Regions from separate parts of the Danio rerio genome. Here all the other regions are linked to region 3. Evidence: chromatin contacts called from public Micro-C data. All regions are on one chromosome and are shown on one strand. The core of a region is the stretch at or near the end of the contact, and the rest is flanking DNA. Distances in the headings are between cores, read along the strand shown.

Region 1 (4,190 bases), core at 1,522-4,021, 160 kb after region 3:
TTATTTATATAAAAATTTAATGGAAATAACATCACTGTCATTGACACAGGGGTTTTCAGTTATTTACATGCATTAGGATCAATAAGGATCTTGATTTTAAAGACATGTTTATATATATATATATATATATATATATATATATATATATATATATATATATATATATATATATATATATATACTAATGTGGTTTTATTTATCTAAATAAAGCATCTAACAATTTATTTAAACTTTTGTCTTTTAATAATTAAATCATGAATTATTATTAGAAAAATGTCTAAAGAAAATCATTCTTATTTTTAAAAATATTTGTCTCCATGTGTAATTATTTTATATTTAATGCAAGAAAAGAATATCAGAAGTCAGAATTATTAGCCCCTCTGTTTATTTTTTCCCCCAATTTCTGTTTAACGGAGAGAAGATTTTTTTTTCAGCACATTTCTAAACATAATAGTTTTAATAACTCATTTCTAATAACTGATTTATTTTATCTTTGCCATGATGACAGTAAATAATATTTGACTAGATATTCTTCAAGACACTTCTATACAGCTTAAAGTGACATTTAAAGGCTTAACTGGGTTAATTAGATTAACTAGGCAGGTTAGGGTAAATAGGCAAGTTCTTGTATAACGATGGTTTGTTTTGTGTCTAAAAAATAGCTTAAAAGACCTAATAATATTGACACTAAAAAGGCTTTTTAAATAATTAAAAGCTGTTTTAATTCTTGCCGAAATAAAAAAAAATAAAACTTGATATCAGACATACAGTGAAAATTTCCTTGCTCTGTTTAACATCATCTAGAAAATATTTAAAGAAGAAAAACAAATCAAAGGGGGGCTAATAATTTGGACTCCAACTGTGTGTTTATATATATATATATATATATATATATATATATATATATATATATATATATATATATATATATATATATATATATATATATATATATATATATATATATATATATGGGCCATTCTTTACAGGCACTTTTAGCCTTGTGAAGTTGAGTAAAAAACTTGTTCAAAATTAACGTAAAACAGCCTCATAGGTTTAAACAATTTGTCTAGTTTTAAGATCTGTAAGAGGACAAACTTAGATAAGAAGAGAAACATGTTTTTCCATCGTGAACTGAACAAATATAAATGCCACCACATCTCCATATACAGCTTTTAATTTCCAAATGAAATAAATGATGGCAGTCAAACATTGTCTAAGATCATTTTTGTATCTAGCACAAAATACGCCACAGCGGAATGAACCGCCAACTTATCCAGCAAGTTTATATGCAGCAGATGCCCCTCCAGCCGCAACCCATCTCTGGGACACATCCACACACACACACACACACACACATACACTACAGACAATTTAGCCTACCCAATTCACCTGTACCGCATGTCTTTGGACTGTGGGGGAAACAGAGCAAACACAGGGAGAACATGCAAACTCCACACAGAAACACCAACTGAGCCGAGGCTCGAACCAGTGACCTTCTTGCTGTGAGGCAACAGCACTACCTACTGCGCCACTGCTTCGCCCATAAATATACATTTGTCAATGAAATAAATGAGTTGTATGCTGAATTGTACACCTGTCACACTCTAAAATGTAAAATTAATTTATTTAAGAGCTTATTATAAAATAAACAAACTGAATTTGTATATTAAATAGAGCATGAGCTTATACATTGTGAATACACTTTTAATGTGTGATGAGAACTTTTTAAATATTTTTTTGAAATGTGTGTGGTGATGGAAATGACAGTGGTGGAAATGACAATTCAACAGTTTATTGTGAACAAATTAAAAATAGCTTCAGCGATTAGCTTTGAATTGATGCTAGCCTTTCATGTATACAAAAAACTCTCATTTACCTTCATTTTGTTTGGTTTTTAAAAACATCTTTGAAGGTACAGCATATTTGGAAATGACGTAGAGTAAATGTATTTCCTGATCAAGCAATATTTACCTTGATTTTTCCTCAAGTGTTGTTCATAAAAATGTAAATTTCCTCCATCTTGAACGTGTTCTCAGATGGCACTATTAATTTTCATAGAAACCGCACCTAAATAATCTTTTACACAATCTTTTTAAAGTGAAATGACAGTGCTGTGCTGGAAATGACACTGATACTGTGCGACAGCTATAATTCATGTAAGAAAATAATATTGATATTAGTCTCACATTAATAACTATAAAATATGTAAATTATTTCACTAGTGCTTAATTAGGATACATTAATAGATAAATAATATTTTAAAATGTTGTTTTCTTTGTTGAAGTTTAAAACTCTGGGTGTGCGTCAAGATGAAAACAGTGATTTTGACACCTAAAAGGAGGTTGAATAATATAAAAAATATAAAATAGAAAGCTAGTAATTTTTTAAAAGTAGGTTTTATTTTTAGTTTGACAAAGAAAGATGAATTTAAACAAAATTATATATATTTTTTGGATTTATGATCAAAGGACTTAAAAGTGCCCATAGTTTTATTACCCTTAATAATTACCCATCAGAAACTCTCTATACACAATGAAAGCCCTAAGCAGGTTAAAAGGTTGTAAACTTTATAATGTATTCATTTAATTATTACATATGTACATTTTATATATTTGTAGTTTGTTTATACTTACTCTTGGCTTGGTTATTTTATTGTAAAATGTTATATGCCGTCCTTTAAAAACCAAAACGAAACAGGCTCATGAATACTGGGGTGCTGTTGTTATTATGTCCAGTAGGTGACAGTGTGTCTACTTGAGCACATCTACACACATAATCAACACAGAAGAAGACGAGGGAGCGCTCTGTTTACATCTGCTGCCATCAAAGAGCTTTGATAGTGTTAATATACAGAATTATAAAAAGTGCACATTAATTCCAACATATTTTCTTGGTGAGGCAGAAAGAGCGGTGTTATATTTGATGGCGGAGGGCAGCAGCGGCAGCGGGAATCTGATGAGCGCTCCTCCGGGAGACCCGCAGCTCATCGCGCTCATTGTGGAGCATCTGAAAAACAAAGGCCATTTCGACGAGTTCAGACGAGACTGTCTGGCCGACGTTGACACCAAGGTGAAATATAGTTTTTAATCTACATCATTGGAGCATCACTTGTAGTAAAACAAAACCTGGCGAGCGTTTTTCGCTTGAACGCTCCCTTAAAAGGCAGGTGTACGGAATCCCGGAAGGGACGCAACGTTAGTGGAGGAGAAAAAAAAATCGCTGGGTGAAGGAAGAATAATGGGTGAAAGAAAAAATGGGAGGAAAATATATATTTATAAGTTTTTACGTTATTTCGCAAAGATGTTTTGCGTTCTCTCTCAAAACTGTTTCTCCACAAACACTTCCTGTTCACTTCACTCACGTAAACCCTCCCGTTTTTGCCGAAATTCTCCCGTATTTTACCATTCTATCCCACTTTCTTTACATTAATACAGTGCGTCGATCGTCGCCTTTCATATGCAACATCTGAACCAGTGAATGCATGTATAAGCGTTGACTGACAGACGCGCTCCGTACAATAAACTGATCCCACATCAGCTTCTGTAATTATTCAGCCAAAATTTAAAGGTACTCAATTTAAGTTTTTTTGCAAATACCATATGTTTGTAGATATTTAGATTTTTTTTTTTTTTTTTTTTCCACCTCCATAAGATTTTTATTTTTATTTTAGATCATACTCTGTAAACTAGGGTTGGGCGATGTCAACCAATTTGATATCGTGCAATCTCTAAGGCAGGGGTGTCAAAGTCAATTCCTGGAGGGCCGAAGCCCTGCACAGTTTTGTTCCAACCCTGCTCCAACACACTTACCTGTAGGTTTTAAACAAGCCTGAAGGACTCAATTAGTTTGATCAGGTGTGTTTAATAGGTTGGAACTAAACTGTGCAGAGCCTTTTGGAACTGAGTTTGACACCTGTGCTCTAAAGTAAAACCATCGGGTAAAGTCTAGATCGGATATGTGGCCGGCGGGAAGTGCAATATGCACATTAATAAAGCAGCATTTTTTTATGACACTGTATAACAATAATTAATATTTTACAGTACTGTGAGGGTTGGGTTTAGGGTTGGGGTGGGGGTAGGCGTTAAAAATACATTTTATTGGGTAATTTAATAGATAACATAACTAATACTTGGTACAACTACAGTTTTTACATTACTGTGACGGTTGGGTTTAGGGTTGGAGTGGGG
Region 2 (4,513 bases), core at 1,682-4,181, 170 kb before region 3:
CTATCTATCTATCTATCTATCTATCTATCTATCTATCTATCTATCTATCTATCTATCTATCTATCTATTGTATAATTAAGCATTCAAGTAGATAAAAAGTTAATAAAAAATAATTAAGTTGTATAAAAATAGGTGTTGTTATTGTTGTAGGTTTGGATTCACACTTAAAAAAGTACTTTTGTTCAAACTACTTGCTTAAAATGAGTTGAAACAACATTTTTTTAAGTTTTTAGGTTTATTTTTTTTGAGGCAACTTAATTGTTTTTTGTTCAATGTACTTAAATATGTAAAACAATTAAGTTAACTTAATCGATTTGTGTTGAGACTACTTGGAATTGTGTGGGACGCAGCATTTTTATGTTGAAAATTTAGATGTAATCTGAAGTGCTCAAGTATTTAAAAGCAGTTTGTTGGATGTGCTTCTGCTCTTAATAATGAATGCAGTTTGTAGCATCAATGAAATGAAAATAAGTGAAATTTTGAAAAGCAATCAAAACACAGGACCAAGACAAATAACCAGTTTGGGTGGAAAGAACTGCAATCTAACTATTTAGATAGCTAAACACATTGTTAAATTGACAACCTATTGAGCTATTCATTGTATTTTAATTATTAAAAGAAAATTGGATTGCAAGTTTGGATATACATAATATATTTGAAACACATGATGACGTGTGCGTTTTTAAGTAAAATATTAAATCAATACATTTTGTGTAATAATTCATTAGAAAACATTTTAGTATTATAATATTTTTCTTTTTATATTGTTAACAGAACAACATTAACATTTTTATTAGTAAGAATGGATGTATAAGGCGGCTTAAATACTACTCTTTAGTTATGGCCATGTTTCTCATTTCTAAATTAAAATGTATACTGCTCTAAATTTAAACTCATAATGCATGTCTAGTGTGGATTATCCCTTATGTAAGGGATTATCCATGGCTAGGTGTACATTACATGGATTGTTATGCACAACATGGTGGCAAATAACAAGGTTAAGGTCAAACTTTATTGAGATCCCTCTGAGGCAATTTGGATGCAGCAAAACAACTGCAACAGACACATAGTTATAAAAACATAAATATAAATTCATTCAAATTTAATAATATCCCAAAAAGGACTTTAAAATCCTAACCCTTATTTTTTGGGAATCTATAAAGGCCAGGAAACACCAAGCCAATGTTAAACTACTAGCGCAGATTAAAACCAACTGTGTTGTCACCTCACGTTAGGTTTTCTGAACCAATAAACTGTGTCCCACATCTGGAACAAAAAACTTAAATCATCAATGATGCAACTGTTCAGTTTAAAAGACGAGTGCTTTCGCTCAGTACAATCGAGATTGCTTTAGTTATTCATTCATTCATTCATTCATTCATTCATTCATTCCTTTTATTTTCGATTTAGTCCCTTTTATTAATCTGATCAACTTATCCATCACGTTTTACGCAGCGCATGCTCTTCCAGCTGCAACCCATCACTGGGAAACACCCATACACACTCAATCACACACAATCACTACGGCCAATTTAGCTCACCCAAATTACCTACGTCTTTGGACTTGTGGGGGAAACCAACGTGCAATTCACGTCATTCGCGCCACACCATTCGCGCATATCGCGCCTCAGGATGCCTATTCGCTCGTCTGCATTGACTTAACATGTAAATCACTTACGCTTGATGCTTCTTCACCGTCTGGTGTGAATAGCATTATTGTGAACGCTTGAAACATAGTCTCAGAAAAATGTTTGCAGTAATCTCAGTTTTCATTATATTACTTTTATGGATTGCTCCAGGACTAATTTCATTTATTTGTTTGTGAAATAATAAAATGTTCAGTGCCATGCGCTTTTTTTTCTTCTTCTACAATACTTAAGCATCTATAACTTTATTGTTTTGAGCATTATAAACTGGAGTTGATGGATAGTAAATCCAAAATGCAAGTGTCATCAGGTACAGCAGTTGAGAGCATAAAGTCTATTGAAATTACTGGGGAAAAATAAAGACATGGCGCGTAACAAATAATGTGATTAAATGTAGTGCTTCTTGTACATCCTGGGACCCACTTTATATAACACATTATTATGACAATTAAAAATATATTTTTTATTTAATTTGTTTATAAATTATATTATATAAATTTTTTTTCAACACATTTCACATTTCAACTCATTTCTAATAACTGATTTCTTTTATCTTTGCCATGATGACAGTACATAATATTTTACTAGATATTTTTCAAGATAGTATTATTCAGCTTAAAGTGATACTTAAAGGCTTGACTAGGTCAACTAGCTGAGTTAGGGTCATTGTACATTCTGTAGACAATCTGAAAAAAAAAAAAAGATTGCTTATGGTAACTTATAATATTAACCTTAAAAAATGTAAAACTTCTTTTTTTTTAGCTGAAATAAAATAAATAAGAATTAACCAGAAGGGAAAAATACTATAGGAAATACTTTTAAAAAGTCCTTGCTCTATTAAACATAATTTGGGAAATATTTGAAAAAGAAAAAAGAATTCACAGGAGGGGGAATAATTTTGACTTCGCCTGTGTAATGCACTGCTGTTGTTCTCCCTGTAACCAGCAGAGGATGTCAAAATCAAAACAAGATCTGACTGAACAAGATCAAACAAGGCCAAATTGTACAACCCATCCACATATGTACTGTATTCAGGATTCCCTAAAAAAGTTTTAAACAGTCATGTTAAAATGATTTTAATAAATTCATAAATTAGCTGAATTCAATACTGCACAGTAAAATCCGCTGTGTTAATTAAGCTGTGTTGATCTGCATTTACTCAAAATGAGTTAATTTTACAAGAAACGGTGAAAGACACCCCCTTGTGTTGGTGAAAATGATCAGAGTTGTATTCTACGTTGTTAACTTTGCTCTGTTAAGCTCCGCCCCTCAATCTACCCCCTGCAGAGAACGTGTTGGAGTTTTGTCGGCGCCATTTTCTGCTCCCTCGTGCGTATAGGTAAGCTCTCTTGTTTAACGTCTTAAAACATAATTTTATCGATTTATATGAGTAAATGTGCTAACACAACGGTATATGTTGTACTTTGATGCGTTTTGTTTGTTAAAACATTGATTATGAGTCACTTTGTGACCGTGTCATTCCATCGATTTTATCACAGTGTGGTCACCTTAACGTTAAAGATAAAGCTTAAACGATGCCAATGATCTTACTTAAATTGTTTTTGCGATTTCTAATCTTACTTTTATATCCATTTAGTTTTGTACTGTGAACTCTCTGAAGAAGACGGTAACGTTAGGCTACATTTAGCCTCGAAGTTTTGCTTTCAAGAGCAACTCTGCAATGCTCCAGGTAACTGTTAGGTCAGTATTTTGTTGTTTCAACATATTAAGATGGTAACTTACAGAGAAAGTTATATGATATAAACATATGTAGTGTAAAATTAACTGTGTCTGTATGGCTGTCGAGCTCACTGCTGGTTAAATATTTTCAGTCCATTTCAAATTACTTCCTAATTAACGTTTCTCTGTTAAGAGGTTGCATTTTAACAGCTTGTTAGTGTTGTCATGATACTGTTTTTCGGTAACAGTTACGTTAACTGAAATTCGCTGTTGAGCGCGGTCCTAAACCCCGCCGTTTGGCCGTGAAGGTCACCAGTTCACCGCACTTAACCGCTGTTTACCGAGTGCAAACACCGATACAGAGACAGCGGATCATTTTAAAACTGTGAATCATCAGCGGATCTCTTAAATGTCAGCCCATAGACACGCCAGCTCATCTTCGCGGCTTTTAAAACGATCAAGTGGCGTGCATCCGTGTTTGTGCCCGGTAAACAGCGGTGACATGTAGTGATGGGTCGTTCATAAACGATTCGTTCATTTTGAATGAATCTTTTGTATGACTCGAAAACGTTGAGTCCTTTCGGAGTGATTCGTTTAATTGCGCACGCGCACAATTGTGCTGGTGGAGCAGAAGATTCGTTCCTTTTCGAGTCTTCTATGTGCTTTGAGTCGTTCGTTCATCGCGTGAAAGACAGAAGCCAGTCATGCATTTAGAGCCGGAAAATGTTTTGATTCGTTCATTTCTCGAGTCTTCGGATTTTATTCATCTCTCTTCACGTGCTGCCACATGCTAAACGAACGACTCAAAAACCAGAAGACTCAAGAGGTAAACTAAAATCATGGCTCCTTTTGGCAGCTTAATTAATATGGGTCTGTGTGACGTGAACGAACCACTGACGTTTGAAGAGCTGAAGCTGATAATCATAGACAAAAGACCAGGTAAACAATAAATGATGATTTACTCTTATAGCATTCCAAGTTATGACTATTTTGTGTAATGTGGCAACGTCTGTGCTAGTTGTAGATGAGTTTGGAAGCAACTTATTACATTTTAATAATATTTTGGCTACTCAAAAACACTTAAATATTAGCGGAAATGGATGCTTTTAATTCCAGTACCAATTGGTACCAATATTCAGTATCATGACAACCCTTCAGCACAGACATTATTTCAAAATTAAGTGGAT
Region 3 (4,052 bases), core at 30-2,529:
CTGCAAAAATTTTCTGTAATACCGTTCCTAAGGTATGTGTAAGATTTTTTTTTTTCATTTACTTTTTTAAGGTAAATCTTAGGCAGAAAAAATATCCAAAGATGCCATTTTAAATTGTAAAGAAATCTGTGTTTCTGAAACTAATGAAGACAGCAGAACTCAATGATTCATTTGAATTAACTAGCCTGACATTACCGCTCTAAAATATTTTATATCATTCAAAAAAATTAAATATACTGTTTTCAAAGGGGGAAAAGTTTTTGTTTTTTACCTAGACATTTAAAAAGAATATATTTTAGAGCAAAAATCACAATACTGTGATATTTTTATCCAAGGTTACCATATCGTCAGAATCTTATACTGGCCCACGCCTAACTGGTATACAAGTAATATTCTTTCTAGGCACTACTATTGTCAATTACTTTTTTTATACATAATGAATATGTTTTTATGACCTAACAAAGAGGTAAGATCCTATTACATAAGACCTGAAATGTTCCTTACCTTGTCTGGGGCTTGATACTGAAGATTAGTAACATCCAAGGGCGTGATGAGAGGGACGTTCTGAAAGCCGTCCTCAACGCTAACAGCTTTTGCTCCTTTGTCTTGTAGATTACTCCCCAGTTTCACCATCTTTAAAGTATTATTTCCTTTCTCACCAGCCTGTAAATGTAGAGGATTTAATAAACAGCCATTTTAAATCATATATAGACAGGCTTCAGTTAAAAATAAAAATAAAAAAAGAAATATTTACACCTCAGGCACATCAATAAAACATGCGGAGCTACACCTTATATATATAAACGCGTTTGGTAAACACCTCACGCACGTCTGTCAGACGTCTGTGCGATTAATACACAAACGTTACCCTTGTAAATACAAGTACAGCTGAACAGTATTGATCTTTTGAGATTAAAGAGAACACAAAAAGCACTCTTTAACTATTGTGAAACACCCAGGTGTCGAAACATCAGCCGCACGGCATATAAAGCATCCGCGCCCCTTTACCAGTCATAACAATTCATCTCCCACCCAAACACAACCCGCGCCAGATGAAAAGATGTTTATAGACGCGTACTCACCGAAAGCGGTCAACTTGAACGCTTTGTACGGGCTCAAACACAGTTTGAATTCAGCTTGTTGATGAGGGCAGGTGGAGCGTCGAGATGGAGATGCTGGATGTGTGTGTATGTGTGTATGTGTGTGTGGTGTGAGTGTGTGTGTGGCGCTGATGCGAGAGATGCAGATACTGACGGCCTCGCGCAAAATCCAAACCCTCGCTTACACTCGAGCCACTAGGGGGGATCTGAAAGAAACCCTACGTTTGTTTTTGCAAGACCCCGAGAAACCCTCAATCTCAATGCCAGCCCACAAAGCTGACTTGTTTGCCATCTAGTGCAGAACTGAGAGAAGTGCAGCTGCACAGGATAAATTTTAATGTTCAAATAAAGCAGGATAACAAAAACAACAGTGTTTATGTGCTTGTTTAGGCTATAGGTTGTACTTAAAAAAAGGCAAAAATTGTATTGTATTGGATAAAATGACTATAAGTGCACATCTATAATAATTTTAATGGGGCATGACATGGTAACTAGTAATAGAATAGTTATAATAGTTATTAGTTTGTAATATATAAACTACTTAAAATTAAAATTCCATTCATTCATTTCATTAAACGTTAAAGTAGCTAATTAAATTTAGCCCAAATTAAAAGTAGTCCCTTAACTTTATTTTATTATATTATAATTATTATTATTTATTTTTCTGCTGAAAAGTAATCTAAGTAACTAGTTACATATATTATTATTATTATTATGACTATATTATTGGTTCAGAGGATGGATAATTCATATATTTGACGCCCTCTGGTGGCTAAATATAACACTGACATGAAATGTAGTCAAATCAATATACACAATTGACTTCTCTGGGCTTGGAGGCATCTAGGATGGACCATCACACAGTGGAAACATGTACTGTGGTCAGATAAATCAGTGAATTTTTATTTTTTTATTTATTTTTTTTTTTTTGTAAAAAATGGACACCGTGTGCTCTGGACCAAAGAAAAAAAGGATAATCCGGACTGTTACCAGCAAGTCCAAAATCCAAAGTTTGTCATGACAATGGTTGCGACAGGTTGCGACAATGCTCTTGGCAAAGGTAACTTGCACTTCTGTGATGGCACCATGAATCCTGAAAAGTACAGAGATGATGGAGTACAACATGTTGCCTTCTTTTCCACAGATGCACATTCATATTTCAGCAAGACAATGCAAAACCACATTCTGCACAGATTAAAAAGTCTTGGCTGCAAAGGAATAGGATACAGGTACTTGACTGGCCTGTCTACAGTCCTGACCTGTCTCCAATAAAGAATGTGAAGCACATTTTGAAGCGCAAAATCCAACAACGAAGACACCGTACTGTTGCCCACCTTAAGACAGGAAACACTTCATCACTTGATGTCTTCAATCCCTAAACGTCTTTTGTAATGGGATAAAGAATGGCCACATTACAAAGTTGTAAATGCTTTACTGTCCCAACAATTTTTTAAAAGTGTTGCAAAAACACAATAATGAGGAACACAATAAATAAATAAATAAATACAAGAAAATACAAGTCAAAGTAACTTTAGAAATCACTACTTTCTATTATTTCCATACTGTCCCAACGTTTTCTGATTTGGGGTTGTATTAAAGGTTAACAAAAGCATTGCAACATGATTTGTGCTACACTCGCAGGTAAACATTGTTTTCCTTATTGAGTCCGTGTAAGATGGAGCTAAAGTGTACGGTGCACATGGAGAGAAAAAGCATTCCTACAGGTCATCCGTTTAAGATACGAACCCCAAGAGAAAATAGTCTCACGTACATTTCTTGTTAAAGGGTGTGGTGTTGATGTCACACATCACGCACAGCTTCATGATCGATCCATTTATCATCCTAATAAACCCGAATGAGTGATGTGACCGAGACCGCTCATCAGCACAGAGATCTACATTTCCTGTCCCACAGTCTCATGGGGAATAAATAATTAGACTGTGACCCGTCTACACACAGAGCTCAACCTTTGTTTCCAGAGACAGAGACGCGGATGATCTCATCGCACTCTTTCTATTATTCTACAGATCCTTTCCTGGAGCTGGAGAGATATTAGGGAACAACTGAGGCATGTTCAGTGTTTTATTAGGGCGGATCATACTTCATTACCTCAGCAAGATGCCTGACAACCCAAAGAAAACAACAACAACAACAAAAAAACATTTCACTAAAGCAGTCGTATACGTTTATAAAGATGCTTATAAGGTATTATTTGATTTGTTGTGGAGCACAAAAGATGAATAGTGAGAGACAAAAAAACTGTTCTAATAACATTTGTGTTGGCTGGGATACAAGTTGTGAAGTGAAAATGGTCTAATATTGCTTCTGAATTATTTTCATTCTGTATGACACTGCAGAGAGTGCTGTACAATTGATTTATAATTAAATTACTAAGTCAAAGAAATGCATTCAGAACAAGAAAACAACACCATTAAGAAACAACAGATGGCGCCACTGAGAGCAAAGTAATTGAAAAAGGAAAATTAGGCTACAGATTTATAACTATGTCCGTACACAGTCGAGCCTGATAATATTCAAACGCCTGGTAAAGTCTGTCTTAAAATAATGTTTATTCAACAAGCATTTTGTTTTACCAGAAATGACACAGGCTTCTCCCAAAATATATAAAGATGATGTACAAGATGCATCATTGTGGGAAAAATAAAAATATTTCTCAACTTTATTTACATTTTAACAAAAAAAAGTCCAGAATTGCTCATATCTTTCTCAGTAATCGATAGAAAATCCTTTATTGGCTGTTACAGTAAACAAATGCTTCCTATAATTGCTGACCAGCCTTTTCACTGGCATTCATCTTTAGCAATGAGCTCCAACTTTTTCAGTTTAGAGGGTCTGCTTGCCATCACCCTGATCTTTTAGCCCAGGGGTCACCAATCTTGTTCCTGGAGGGCCGGTGTCCCTGCAGAGTTTAGCTCCAACTTGCCTCAACAC

Evidence for each region. Hi-C and Micro-C count contacts between places; a contact is called where the count stands out from the background.
Region 1: a contact with region 3 is called in a Micro-C map of caudal fin, with 5 times the contacts expected there. The contact joins the promoter of bod1 here to the promoter of nsg2 in region 3. A contact is called at or near these places in 3 of 18 Hi-C or Micro-C datasets (caudal fin, fibroblasts and hematopoietic stem cells) and 2 of 4 datasets of contacts at active chromatin or transcription factors (caudal fin and embryo).
Region 2: a Micro-C map of caudal fin shows a contact between it and region 3, with 5 times the contacts expected there. The contact joins the promoter of LOC101882859 here to the promoter of nsg2 in region 3. A contact is called at or near these places in 1 of 18 Hi-C or Micro-C datasets (caudal fin) and 1 of 4 datasets of contacts at active chromatin or transcription factors (embryo).

The regions. Positions count from the first base shown.
Region 1 is chr21:45,134,446-45,138,635 of GRCz12tu, forward strand. It overlaps bod1 (biorientation of chromosomes in cell division 1), which reads left to right and starts at 2,772. Exons shown (of 4, transcript NM_001076712.1): 1 at 2,772-3,072. The coding sequence starts at 2,926.
Region 2 is chr21:44,797,968-44,802,480 of GRCz12tu, forward strand. It overlaps LOC101882859, which reads left to right and starts at 2,932. Exons shown (of 13, transcript XR_012396927.1): 1 at 2,932-2,985; 2 at 3,244-4,265.
Region 3 is chr21:44,971,055-44,975,106 of GRCz12tu, forward strand. It overlaps nsg2 (neuronal vesicle trafficking associated 2), which reads right to left and starts at 1,280. Exons shown (of 5, transcript NM_200873.2): 1 at 1,083-1,280; 2 at 505-663. The coding sequence starts at 633.